4 separate regions of the Mus musculus genome follow, and regions 2, 3 and 4 are each linked to region 1. Evidence: chromatin contacts called from public HiChIP or PLAC-seq and promoter capture Hi-C data. All regions are on one chromosome and are shown on one strand. Each heading gives the region's core, a stretch centred on a gene start, on an enhancer-like site or on the middle of the called end of the contact. The rest is flanking DNA. Distances are from core to core; before and after follow the strand shown. Region 1 holds the start of 9530077C05Rik (RIKEN cDNA 9530077C05 gene). Region 2 holds the start of Ldlr (low density lipoprotein receptor). Region 3 holds the start of Bmper (BMP-binding endothelial regulator). Region 4 holds the start of Spc24 (SPC24, NDC80 kinetochore complex component, homolog (S. cerevisiae)).

Region 1 (3,203 bases), core at 27-2,526:
AACTGACTCCTGCAAGTTGTCCTCTGACCTCCACACATAAATCAAGGCATACAAGTGCTTACACACACACACACACACACACACACACACACACGCACAGAACTGTGTTGAAGATACTCTGTGCCCTGCATTATTAAATATTCAGCTGAGATTATTTATGTAAAAATAAACAAGCACATCCATCTCAGTGTGAAATTAGCTTTCATATTCTAAAATGGTAAAATTCTATATATACAAATAATAGATTTAAAGTAAATTTATGATTTAATTATTCACTATCAACTTCTCCCTCTCAAAACCCCTTTATGCAACCTCAGATATATACATAATATAATATAGATATAATATAGGGTGGCTTCAAGCTTATAGAGGAATTGGAACATCTTGATCCTCCTGCTTCTACCTCCTGAATGCTGGAATTAGAGATGTGTACCACCAGGCCAGGTTTGTATAGTACTGGGGATTAAATTCAGGGGTCTCTGAATGCTAAAGAGAGCCCTTCACCATCTGAGCTACACCCACAGTCTGTTTCCTTTTTCAATTCAGTTTAAAAAAAATTGTGTGTATTTCATGAGTGTTTGCGAGTATGGGCCTGGGGAGAGCCAGAGGGATGGGGTGCTCTCGAAGTGGAGTTACATGTAGTTGTGAGCTGCCATGAGGAAACAAACCCAAGTCCTCTGTAAAGTAGTCAGTGTTCTTAACTGCTGAGCCATTTCTCCAGATCTCCTTTTTAAATTAAATATTGCATTTATTTATTTTATTCTTTTTTTTTTTTTAGACATTCTTGTATAGTCAAGATGGTCTCAAAATTCACTATATAGCAATGATGGTCTTGAACCCCTGATCATCTTTGCTGCACATCTCAAGTGTTTGGATAACAGGAGTGTGCCACCATACCTGGCCATTTTTTTCTTCTAAAATCGCCCTATTTATTTCATACCATGTAAATTAGCTGGAAGGTCAGGGGTCTGAATTTGCTCTGGTCAACTAAAACTCAGAATTATTACACCATTTCTATTTCCCTCTACCATCATGAAATGAAGCCCTTTGAGCCTCATACAGATCCCGACCTCCCCACACAAACACCCCAGCCTCTGCGGACCAGCTCCTTGCACGGGTCCGCGTTGTGCACGCTGGGAGTTGTAGTTCGCTTCCCTTCTCTCCCTACGAGCAGGGTGTCAGTCGCAGGAGCGCCTCCAGCGGCGAGCATGTTTGGTGGCGTGGAGTGCGGGAAGAAGGCAGGATCGTCTCCTAGCAACGGGGTTGCAGCGACGTCACCGTGGCGGGTTCTTAGCTCTGAGACTAGGTGGAACCGCCAGAGCGCTTTCCAGCCTCTGGGTAAGACGTGGTCCTCCACCTTGCGCTGCCAGTCCTGCCCCATCTGGTCTCGAGCTGCCTTACGGGAGTTTTCGTCGGTGCGGCCCGCCGGCCTTGGCCTTGGCCTTGGCGGGACGATGCTGGAGTCTATTCGCGTAACGGGTGAGTGTAGGCACTGCTGGCCCAAGTGGCGCGGCTGCAGCGGGTGGAGACCGTTGGGTCTGGGACTCGGAAGACCAGGTGCAGTCGCACAGCCCTAGCCCAGCAGAGGTGAGGGGCAAGAGCTGTGCAATCTAGAGAGTGTAGAGTCCAATACGATTCCAGAGCATTTTAGGTGTGTAGTAAGGTGTTATATTTTCTAGAATGTTCAGAAAAAAAAAAAATCAGCTGTGAAAACACATCTCTACATTTCAGTGTATGTTGTGTATTTTTGTTTGCATTTATTAGCAAACATTTTGAATTGATGTTATTAATAAGAGCAGGTGTTTAGATCCAAGGTTGGAAAGTTTGTCTTTCATTTTTGAATAGATATGCATATTAGCCCTATTTAAATCTTTAATAATATTAAACAGTTCCAGAGTCATTTTCCTAGCATTTGATTCTGCATGAAAACATTTCTGCAGGACAGATACCAAAACAACGGAATAAAGGGAAATAGCTAATTCCCACAGTAGAGTCAAAAATAAGCCTAGAACTTTTAGCTTCAGGCTATTGCAGTACCCAGTAGACCAATTTTCCAAATTAGTTGTTTTGAACCCCTGACCCTCCTGCCTCAGTCTCCCCAGTGCTAAGATATGGACATCAATAGCTAAAACCATTCTTTAAGTTAGCATACAAAGTAAGAGGTTTCATTATGGTACTTTGAAACTCCTTTCATTATATGTTATTGCAGAACTTTTTAAACTGAAAAACTAAATTATTTTTAAGTGAAACTACTTTCTCATCTTAATTTTTTTACACTGTTTGCTGTTCAGTGTTATAAAACACAGAACCTACTGTTGTGCGATTGCGATAACCTACAGACTATTCCACTGTTATGTTGACAGGAGACATGCAGTTATAAAAGCCAAGATCTTAGAGGCCACTTAAATTGGCATTAGGCTTTTTAAAATTGTGATTTGATGTAGATATAACTCTTTCACCTTAAAACACATTATCAGAGGCAGACGCAGGTGAGCTTAGTCAGCCTGGTCTACAGAAGTTCCAGACCAGCCACTGATACCCTGTCTCTAAAAACAAACAAACAAAACTCCCAAAACAATACAATGTCAAAACGTTGCTTTAAAACATCAAGCCTGGCAGAAGAGTGGCAAATATGAGGATGACTCAGTGGTCCGTGTGCATGCAGCTGCGTAGTCGGGCTGATGGGATACTTGCTTACTAGAGACCAGGATCGAACAGGAGATGCCAGAAAGAAATGCATTCTTATGTACACTAACAAAGGTAATGAAAACTTCCGGTCCGTTTTATGATATAGAACAAGGCCTCTCAGCCACAGCAGTTTAATATTGAAGGAGTTAATTCTTTATTGTGAGCGACTGTTTTAACACACAGAGAATTGTGACAACCAAAAATGCCCTGTGGGTGGCAAAATACTCTCCCTATCATCCAGTTAAAATCATTGCCTGCAAGACAATAGATTCTGTTGCCACGTGAGTCACTGGGTTTAGAAACTACACCAATTAAAATTATTTTCCCCCAAACTGAAAGTCATTGTGGTGAGAGAATGATTAAAATATTAGTATGGCATATGATTAAAATATAGTATTAGGAAACAGATATGTTGAGAGTCTGCAGTACAGACTGTATTCCTATAGAGCCAGGGGTTTGCAGATGGATTCTTTTTAAACTGAACACCTACTCTTGTTAAATCAGTTCTTTCACCA
Region 2 (3,409 bases), core at 366-2,865, 690 kb before region 1:
TTGGTTTACGTGATGCTGGGGACGAAGCCAGGTACCCTACCAACCCAATGCAGTGTGTCCCGTTCTCTCTCCTGTCTCACGGTTCAGCTTCTGGTAGTTTGTTTTGCATTATGTATTATTTACTTTTTTATTACTGCCTGTGACACATCACAATATGAATGTGCAGGTCACAGGGACGAGTTCTCTCCTCTCATGTGGGTCCTCGGATTTGAACTCACATCAGGTCAGTCCTGGCTGCATGCACTAAGCCAACACACTAGCCCTGGTTTGTTCTGCAGGGAGCTAGGCAGGGACAGAATCTGAGTCCCTTTTAGAAAATCCCTAAGCCTTTGATTCATCAAAACTTCTCTATCCATGGCAGACAGCCTTCTGGTTTAGCCATCCAGTGTCAAGAGGGGAAAAAGGCCACATGTGGTTGGTTTTGCTTCGAGGGAAGAGATGCCCTTCTGTGTGTTCAACTCCTTGTAACAGGATAAAGCGGTACCAGCAGGTGCCTAAGGAAATAAACCAAAAATCAACATTTCTGTCAACACAGGAAGGAACCCATTGATTCTCAGATGAATTATTTAAAATAATTTCAACTTTAGCTTTGAAACAGGGTCTCTTGACAGGTGGTAGTGGGGTGGTAGTAAACACTCAACATTTAATCCCAGCACTCAGGAGTTAGAGGCAGGCAGATCTCTGAGTTCTAGGCCAGCCTGGTCTACAGAGTCCAGGACAACCAGGGCTACACAGAGAAACCTTGTCTTGAAAAACAAAACAAACAGAAACAGAAACAAAACAAAAGAAGAAAAGGAAAGAAAAGAAAGAAAGAAGGAAAGAAGAGGAGGAGGAAACAGAATCTGTGTAGCCCAGGCTAGTCTGGAACTTGCTGTCCAGACCAGTTTGGACTTTGCTCACAGAGATCTGCCTGCCTTCTTCCTAGTTTCAGTGTTACCATATCTTGCTATGGAATTCTTCCATTAATAATTATAATTATTCTAACTACTGGGTCCTACCCCCCAAACCAAGTAATGTTTCTTCTTTCTAATTAATTAATTAGTACAGGGGAGTGTGTGTGGAAGTTAGAGGACAATTTGCTGGAGTTGGTTCTGGTTCTCTCTCCTTCCAGTATGTGGATCCCTGGGATCAAACTCAGGTCTTCAGGCTTGCACCCTCACCCACTGAGCCAACTCGCTCACCCGCACACGCCGCCGCGTTTTATATACATTTCTCGCTGAGTGTTTGTGTTTATGGACGGATCCAGATAAAACCTGCAACTGTACTTGGGTCAGAAATCTATGTGCCCATTCCTAGACAGGAAAGCAAACTTGCTGCAAGAAGTGTAGGGGTCGGGGGTGGGAGGGGGCTTCGCATACTTCTGTTTTGCTTTGGAGGTGGAAAGGAAAGCGTCAGAAGGCGACCCAGGGTGTGGAAGGGCGTGGGTCGTCCCTTGAACACTCAAACAGCAACGCGGGCGGCTAAGTGTCCGGGAAGCGGTGAAATTCTGTGGGAGGAATTTGAGGAACTTCCCACTGCTGCGGGAGCTTCAGGGGTTAAAAGAGACGATGTCACATCGGCCGTTCCAAGCTCCTCCCCGCTCAGTGAGGTGAAGATTTTTGAAAATCACCCCATTGCAGACTCCTCCCCCGCCTGGAAACCTCGCCCCTAGTACTGGGAATGACTCTGGGCGTGCGGCGTAGTTTGCAGCCGGGACACCGTGAGGCTTGCGAGCCCAGATTCGCAGCCGAGACACCGTGGGGCCCGCGATCCAGTGTTTGCAGCGGGAACATTTCGGGGTCTGTGATCCGAGTGAGGACGCAACGCAGAAGCTAAGGATGAGCACCGCGGATCTGATGCGTCGCTGGGTCATCGCCCTGCTCCTGGCTGCTGCCGGAGTTGCAGGTAAGGCTTTGCGCCAGGAGCCTGCCCGGGGTCAGGGGCAGCCGTCCTGAACTCGGAGAGCCCCGAGTGGTTTTATTTTTGGTCGAGAAATACAACCATTCGTGCGAACTTGATGTGATGTCCTTCCCACGTGGCTGGAGGGAAGTGTTTTGGAAATAGGGTGCCAGAGCTGTAGGGGGTCAGAGTGGGTTTGGGGAGTCCGGTGGGTGCTCTCCCAAGTCAGAGGTGTCTTTCAGAGCTATGTGTGAGGGAATCCAAGAGGAGGGGTCCCATCATTCGTTTTAAGGGCTGGGGAGACCCAGGCCCAGCTGTTCAACTTTGGGGTCGCTAGTCGTAGTTACAGGACTTGGGGGTCTCCACACTGCACTCAAACCCGGCTACTGCCGCGTGCCCCAAAACTCCGCCCTAACCCCACCTCCCACCGCACCCCCGAGCTCCTATTGGGTGCAGCCGGAACAGGCGAGCCTCGAGCCACTCCCCTCGCCCAATGGAGGAAGAGGATGATGTTCAGGGGCGTGGCTTGCACGACCCTCCCGGGTGGGGTGGGGCTACACATCCGGGCCGGCTGGGTCCTCCTTGTGAGCCTTCAGTCCCTACCTTGTCCCTACTTCCCTGGTTTGGTGCAGATGTGCCTCAGGCAACCCAGACACCCGTAGCTGAGACCATCAGGCAGGGAGGGCCAGGGACCTGGCAAAGACTTTTGCAGGCCTGGTTCGTTCCCACTCTCTGAACGTGTAGGATTGGACAGATCCATAAAGTGGACTTTAGTTTTAGGAGAGGCGTTGGAATTTGGACAGGAAGGGAGATGGTGTTACAATCTCACCAACAACTTCTTTGCAGCACTGGGAAAAGTGCTCCACCTCTCCCTCACTTTATAGACAGGGTCTCATGTAGCCTAGGCTGGCCTATAAGTCACTGTGTAGTCTCTAGCCCCTAATTCTCCTGCCTCAGCTCGGGAGTGTTGGGATGACAGGCATGTGCCACCATGCCTGGATTTGGGGACACCATGGATAGAACCAGGGTCCATGAATGCCTGGGTTACTGCTTTTCTTGCAGTCAGCCTGGCTGGCCAAGAACATTTTAATTGCTTTTTCCTCCTCAGAACCAGCTTCGGTTCTGACCCCACAGGAGCTTGGCAGGAGTGCCCTTCAGTTAGCTGTGAGTAGCTGTCAACTGGACAATCCCTGGGGATGCTTCCTTGAGACAGCCTGGCTGAGCTGGGCATCCTGGGGCACACCTGTAGTCTCAGCACCTGGAAGGCAGAGGCAGGTGGATTCCTGTGATTTCCAGGGCAGGCAGGGCTATACAGTGAACCCTGGACTAAGAGAGAGGGAGAGGGGAGAGGTTGAACACTGAGACAAACACTTAGCTATCCTGTTATAATTGTAGACAAGGCTAGACCAGATACCCTGCTCAGCTTGCGTTTCACCCATCATTGCCTTCTTTAACAAGAAGAAAGAAAGAAAACCATTTTATAAAGTCTTGAGCAAGAGCTGAGGTTTCCCATCTCACCGGAAGGCCAAGG
Region 3 (3,431 bases), core at 28-2,527, 810 kb after region 1:
TGTCTCTTGTCTCTTTTAATTTAAATTTTACACAAAATCTGTTTTGAGAGGGAAATGGAGCATGCTAAGCTAATGACAGCGTTCCTTCCTCCCACTTGTCCACGTCACAGAGATGTGGTCCTTGTGTTGGGATGTTGGCCACGATGCACTCACTAAAAGCACCCTTTAAATCTCTAGAAAAAAACAAATGAGCATGCGGATGGCAGGCAGGGGCAGGTAAATGTGGTGACATTAGAGGAGTGTATCTGAGGACTGTCAAAGGAGTTTCTCACTACAGCTACAAATGCTACCTAAAACTGGCCAGAGACTAGGGGAAAACTAGGCTTGTCAGCAATTAGAGTTTGGATCCACAAGGCGCTTCAGGAACTAATGTGGGGTGGGCACCTGCTGGCTGGCTGTTCTTCGTGTGGGTGGGAGCATGTGATCACAGTAGGCTCCAAAGAAGGCTAGCTGATCATTGGTTCCAAGCACCTTTCACTCTCACCTGGCACCTTCCCAATGTAGTTATAAAAATTCTCTTTTCTAGATTAGCACCCCTTTTGAGTAGAGCCAGGCACTGCTTGGCGGGTGCGTGTAGGGCGGGTGTGTGTGTGTGTGGGGGGGGCAGGACGTGGGAGGGATGCTGGGACTCAGCGGGTACCGGGTGGCGGGGCGAGGGGATCAAAGACCGAGACTGGGGGACATCAGGGCCGCCCAAGCAAGAAACGCTGCAGGGTAGCGGCTGCCACCGCGTGCCCTGCTGGGCGGCCGCCGCGAAGGCGGCCTGCGTGGAGATTAGCGGCAGCGGTCCCTCCCTGGCCCGCGAGTGAATGAATGATTAGTCTAACGCACCTCCCTGGCCCGGGCAGCTCCGGCTGGGAAGGGCGGAGTCTGAGCCACCGATCCACGCTTTAAGGGAGAAAGGCTCTGGCCGTTGTGCGTGCATTAGCCGACCCTTTCTGTCGCTCCAACTTCTGTCCTCCCTAATGTCAGGCCCACAGAGGCATAAGCACAGGAACCTGATCTCCAAGGTCACTCGTCCCTCTGTCCCCTCAGCCTCGTGAGTCCCCCGCCTTTGCCCGAGGGAGTCAAAGGGCTGTGGAAAGTTGAGGGACCCTCCTGCATTCGATCCGTGGCTCCTTCCGAAGCTGGGGCAGCGGGAAGCGCCGGGTCTTCTGCTCCGGGCGCTAGCGGGTAGTGGCATCCCTGCTGGGGGCGGCTCCTCTGCGCGGGAGGAGGCGGTGCGCAGGGCGCTGGAGACGCGCCTTCCAGGCTCCGGCAGCGCCCCGGGGCCGGTGGCCGGGGCTGGGCTAGACCGCCTGGCTGGGCGTTCGCGTGCGCCGCTGTCGCTTCTGAGCCGGCATAGCTCCGGCGCCAGGATCGTAGTCCCTCGTGCGACCCTGCGGATTCCGCGCAGAGCCTAGTACGCCCCTCGGTCCCGCACGGAGCAAGCGCGCGGGCCGGACACCGCGCTCGGGGGCCGGGCCGGAGCTGCGCGTGCGGGAGCCGGAGCTCAGCCGGGCTCCAGAGCTGCGAGCGCACTCGGCAGTCGCCGCCGCCGCTCCCCAGATCCCGCCGCTCAGCCACCCCTCCTCCCGGCCCAGCTCTGGCGCGGAGGGGCTGACGGCTAACCCGCTGAGAGCAACTCCCTTAGAAAAAAGCCGCCGCATTGGCCGAGGCTGGCCGCAGGACCCCTCCTCCCGGGGCGCCCCCACTCCTCCCCCGCCGCTCCGGGCGCCCGCCTCCCTCAGCCGACTGTCTCCCGGCACGCCGGCCCACAGCCCTTTTGACTGCGAGCAGCGGCTGCCGAGCAGAGGCGGCGACGCGGGACCTGCAGTCGCCCGGGATTCCCTCCAGGTGACGATGCTCTGGTTCTTCAGCGTCAGGGCTCTGGCTGAGCGTCCTTGCCGACGCTCGCCTGGGATTACCTGCTGCGTCTTGCTGCTGCTCAATTGCTCCGGGGTCCCCATGTCTCTGGCTTCCTCCTTCCTGACAGGTAGGGGGGTGGGGGCGGGAGGGACCAGTCCTCCGGGACTCTGGGTGGTTTCTTGGGAGAAGAGGCACTGGCAGACCGGGGATGAGAGGACGAGGAACGCGCACCTTGCCTGACTCTCGCGGGCGGTGGGGATGCGGAGAAGCCTAGAGAAAAGGGATGGGAAGGCTATGAAGAGGTAGAGAGATGGGGGACTGAGAGACTGCTACCTTTGACAGAGTGCTAATAGGCACCCTGCTATATGAAGTTGGGAAATTCCTTGATTTATATTTAATCTTTTTTCCCCAATCCTTGTTTTAATCGTAGCCACTCTTGTGCAATTAAGGAAAAGACCGCGCCGTTTCCCGCACATCCTCTTTTCTCAACACCATAGGATTCCAATAAATCCACGGTGCTAGGCAGCATCTTTAAAACATGACTTTCCAGACCTTGAATGTAAAGAAGCGATCTTATTTTTAAAGGTTACTAATAGCATGATATGATAATTACAGGTTTTCAGGCAGGTGAAGACCTCGGCTTCTATTTTGAAGGACATGCTTTACTGACACCTGGTGCAGAAAAGAGAATATTTTAAAGAGGAAAGAGATTGCGCTTCAAAAAGTGATTGCATTTCAACCCACAACAGTTGGCAGATCCACCTGAAAGGCCCGTTCTTTGACACAGTCCTGAATTTCGTTCAAATTTAAAATCTTCCCTAGTGCCTAGTTTGGTGTGTTAGTCCATGTGCAGTTGAGATATCTTTCAGAGCACTAGTGGTATTAAATATGTGCTTAAATCAACTGAAAACAGAAAACCGATCTATATACCGAAGTATTGACTTAAAAAAAACCATGTTAAGTAAAACTATTTAAAATAGATTTGAAGAAACTTGTTTGTGGTGCATTTGAAACACTATATAATTCCAATTACTAGCTTAAGAAGGTAAGGTTTTATAATAACACCACTAAGCAAGATTTAAAATTAAAAGTATTTTTATCTTCATTTCAGGGTCTGTTGCAAAATGTGAAAATGAAGGGGAGGTCCTCCAAATTCCATTTATCACAGACAACCCTTGCATAATGTGTGTGTGTTTGGTAAGTGTACGGGTCAGGTAAAATAAACTTAACTGCTGTCATGGACAAGGTTCATTTGTCAAACCTGACAGAATAGCTGTCTTAAAATTGATTTTGATCATTACCAAATTGCACATTGCTTAAGCATCGAATTTAGTTGCACTTTCTAGTTTTATGAATTTGGGCAATTTCTAATATCACATCAGGCTGAGAATTCTTATCTTTGACGTCACTGTTGTACAAGTAAACTTGAGATGGACTTTGTACAACATTGTTTTGGGAAAGCTGCAGTTTGGAATGCATGCTACTACAATGAAGTCATAGATATCATGACCACTTAGTTTTCTACACTGGTTCTATCTTCCCGGCTCAGCAGGGAAATGCTGAATAGCATTTTAGATACAGAG
Region 4 (3,459 bases), core at 874-3,373, 650 kb before region 1:
GAAGTGACGCCCCTAAGTTGTCCACCATGCCCATCCTGTGTGGTGCTGGGGGTGGAAGCCAAGACTTTCTGTGTGCTGGGCAGGCCTTTTACCCACTAAGCCGCACTTGGTATCTTTTGTTTGGGAAGTAGTCTTATGTAGCTCAGGTTGGCCTCTGATCTCTGAATGGGGGGGGGGGGGTGTCGGTGTGCAGCTCCCTCGCCAGCTTCTGTTATAAACTCTATGATTTGGGGGGAGGGGATGTTGAATGATAAGATGAGGGTCTCACTGTGCTGTCCAGGTTGGCCACAAACTCCTGGGCTCAAAGAATCCTTCTGTCTTATCCTCCCAAATTATTCTACAGAAGCAGGTCACAAAGTATAGCCATCAAATTACTTAATTTTAATTATCTTATGGTATTGGGTTTGAATTTAGAGCCTCCATCACACATGCTAGGCAAGCACTGTACTACCTACGCAGAACCCACCTCAAAAGGCATGTGGGGTGGGACCTGGGTGAGGGTGACAGAGGGTTTCTCTGTAGCTAATTATGTAACTGAGGTTAGCCTTGAATTCTCAGCAGCCTCCTGCTTCGGTCTCCCAAATTCTAAGAGCACATGTTCAAGCCGCTAATGACTCATTCAAAGAAGAAACAGCAGGTTTGCGTGTGGAGGTCAGAGGACAAGCTGCAGGGGTCAGTTCTACCACCTGGCTCCCAGGAATCAAACTTAACATCGTCAGGTAGGCACCAAGTGTCTCTACCCAGTGAACCATCCTGCCAGCCCTCAGGTTTTTACTTCATTACTACTGCTTGCTCCCAAGGCCTCCTGTAGCCACATGTGTTCTCTCTGAGCTACAATCTCAGAGATAAAACTTCTCATTTTACTTTTGGTCTTCTGTCAATCAGGCTGCTTTGAATTCCTTCCAGCCTTCCATTCCTGACCCTCCTGCTTGTCTCTGGAACACTGGTCTGACAGGCCCATTCTGCCATGCCTGGCATGGAACCCAGGGTTTCATGCATGCCAGTCAAGTGTATCCCTGCCCCCTCAACAGTTTCAGGTTTCCCCCAATATCTTTGCAGAAACCCCTCCCCAGTCCCGCCCATGTTACCCCTCCTAATGATAGAAAGCATTTGTCTCCTCAGCCCATCACTGCAGTACAAATGTTATCCTGTCTCCTCTCCAGTAGGATGCCAGCCACCAAGGGACTCCTTCCCTGCTGTCACCCGAGGTCCAGCTCACGGCAGGCTCTGTTCACAAGTCTATTGGGAAGGCACGAAACTTTAAAAAATGTTCCCAGGGCCGGACGTGGTGGCGCATGCCTTAAATCCCAGCACTTGGGAGGCAGAGGCAGGCGGATTTGAATTCGAGACCAGCCTGGTCTACAGAGTGAGTTCCAGGACAGCCAGGGCTACACAGAGAAACCCTGTCTTGAAACAAAACAAAACAAAGTTCAAACAAACCTTTGACAGGGAAGGACACTGAGATGGGAGATTGCTCACACCTGTGACCAAGGCACTGAGGAGCTGAAAGGTTCTTTGAATTTCTCAGCTAAGTAGTTCTCTACTAGTCAGAGCTACATTTAAGCCTGAGTCCTGGAAAGTTAATAAAGGGTCGTGCCCTGCTAACTCTATATTTAATTACGCTTAAGTCCCTAGATGACAACCGTTGTCATGACAACGGTTTCACCGGTGGAGAAATCAAGGCTCGGGTGTGACTGCTCTCCCTCGGAAGACCCTCAAGAACGGCGAGCAGGAGTGGAGGTGGGGGCTGGATCATAAAGACTTCCAAAGGCGCCTGAGCTACGAAGTACGATCGTATAGAGTCGCGCATTGTGAGCTATGACACTTATCTGGACGCCTCTGAGCCATGGCAATTGTCAGATGGGGAAACTGAGGCCCAGGAGTACCAGCTCCCCCCGAGAAGTCCCCCGGGGCTGGGGCGCAGGGGACCGGCCCTCACCCCGAAGCTGCCGGTAGGCGCCGTCCTGCATCTCCAGCAGCCGCTCCATCATCTGCTCGTAGCTCCCGAGCAGCCGCCGCTGCTGCGCCTCGGCGCGGTTGGCCCCCAGCAGGCTCAGTAGCCAGTTGCTCACCTCCACCATGTCGCGGAAAGCCGCCATGACTGATCGCGCCGAGTCCGAACCCGCGCAAATTCGTCTCACCACGGGCCCCGCCCCCTCCCCAGAGCGCATAAGTCTCATTGGATCGTTCCTACGTCCGTCTCCTGCAGGACTCAATCAGCGAGGGGACAGAGCGCTTCGGAAGGAGCGGCCATTTTGTGGAGATCCTGTGCGAAATTTCTTCTGTCACTCAGGTGTGAGGATCAATCATCGTAGGCGGGGGAGGGGGGGGGGCGGCGGCGCGGGGGGGGGGCGTGTCACACGTGGCCAGTTTGCGATTGGCCTGGTACGCGTGCGTCGATTGTCGGGCTATGAACTCCGGGGAGAGTCCAGGGCGTTAGGAGTCTGTTGCGCATGCGTAAACTGGAAAGCTGCGCGACTCTTAGAGAAATTTGCAGGTATCAGTCGCTGCTTGAAGGGCAATGTAACGGATGGTTTATTATTTTTGCTTGTTTTTTTTTTTTAGTTTACTTTAGGAATATATTAATTATACATAAAACTGGGATTCATTGGGTTTATTTTTTTCTTGGCGGGGGTTGGGATGTGTGAGCTGTGAGATGTTGAGACTATGTAGAACTGGCTGTCCAGGAGCTCTTTGTTAGAGATCCATCTACCTCTGCCTCCTAGTGGTTGGATTATAGGAACATGCCACCACAATCATTCACCAGTCTCTATTTTTTAGGCTTATTTCTCTTTCTTTAATGTGTATGGGTAAACGTTTTGCCTACATGTATGTATGTGTCAGCAGAGGTCATAAAAGGGCATCTGACCACTTGGAGCTAGATATGGATGGTTGTGAGCCATCATGTGGTGCTGGGAGCCAAACCCTGGTTCTCTACAAGAGCATCCAATGTTCTGGGAAGGCAGAGGCAGGCAGATCCCAGAGTTTGAGGCCAGCCTGGTCTACAAATAAAGCTCCAGGAGAGCCAGGATTATATAGAGACCTTGTCTCAAAAATAAAATAAAATAAAATCTTTAAGTAGGAGTCTAGCATGTATCTAGCATGTAGCACTCAGGTGATGGGAGCTTGAGGATGGAGGTAAATTCCAGGCCAGCCTGGGCAACAAGAGCAGTGAACCCCGAAGCTGAGCATGGTGGCTCAGGAATCAGGAGCCTAAGGAAGAGGAATTGCCATTCATGGGACTCCAGAGTGCTGAGTGAATTCCAGACCAGCCTGAACTACAAAGTGAACCCTGTCTCCTTAAATACCTATACCCCAGAGCTGGAGAGATGGCTCAGCGGTTAAGAGCACTCACTCACTGCTTTCCCAGAGGTTCTGAGTTCAATTTCCAGCAACCACATGGTGGCTCACAACCATCTGTAGTGAGATCCAATGTCTTTTTTTTTTTTTTTTTGGGGG

Evidence for each region. Promoter capture Hi-C pulls out the DNA fragments that hold promoters and counts their contacts. HiChIP or PLAC-seq counts read pairs in DNA pulled down with a chosen protein or histone mark.
Region 2: a contact with region 1 is called in an H3K27ac HiChIP or PLAC-seq map of extraembryonic endoderm stem cells, with 2.8 times the contacts expected there. The contact joins the promoter of Ldlr here to the promoter of 9530077C05Rik in region 1.
Region 3: a contact with region 1 is called in a promoter capture Hi-C map of neural stem cells. The contact joins the promoter of Bmper here to the promoter of 9530077C05Rik in region 1. A contact is called at or near these places in 2 of 39 promoter capture datasets (hippocampal neurons and neural stem cells) and 1 of 115 datasets of contacts at active chromatin or transcription factors (astrocytes).
Region 4: a contact with region 1 is called in an H3K27ac HiChIP or PLAC-seq map of extraembryonic endoderm stem cells, with 3 times the contacts expected there. The contact joins the promoter of Spc24 here to the promoter of 9530077C05Rik in region 1. A contact is called at or near these places in 1 of 39 promoter capture datasets (pre-B cells), 1 of 484 Hi-C or Micro-C datasets (CD4 T cells) and 1 of 115 datasets of contacts at active chromatin or transcription factors (extraembryonic endoderm stem cells).

What each region holds. Positions count from the first base shown.
Region 1 is chr9:22,410,271-22,413,473 of GRCm38.p6, forward strand. 9530077C05Rik (RIKEN cDNA 9530077C05 gene) reads left to right here and starts at 1,277. Exons shown (of 7, transcript NM_026739.3): 1 at 1,277-1,479. The coding sequence starts at 1,455.
Region 2 is chr9:21,721,961-21,725,369 of GRCm38.p6, forward strand. It overlaps Ldlr (low density lipoprotein receptor), which reads left to right and starts at 1,616. Exons shown (of 18, transcript NM_010700.3): 1 at 1,616-1,884. The coding sequence starts at 1,818. Gm26511 (a long non-coding RNA gene) reads right to left here and starts at 1,396. Exons shown (of 4, transcript XR_001779098.2): 1 at 1-1,396.
Region 3 is chr9:23,221,799-23,225,229 of GRCm38.p6, forward strand. Bmper (BMP-binding endothelial regulator) reads left to right here and starts at 1,278. Exons shown (of 15, transcript NM_028472.2): 1 at 1,278-1,975; 2 at 2,960-3,045. The coding sequence starts at 1,843.
Region 4 is chr9:21,758,180-21,761,638 of GRCm38.p6, forward strand. It overlaps Spc24 (SPC24, NDC80 kinetochore complex component, homolog (S. cerevisiae)), which reads right to left and starts at 2,124. Exons shown (of 5, transcript NM_026282.6): 1 at 1,940-2,124. The coding sequence starts at 2,099.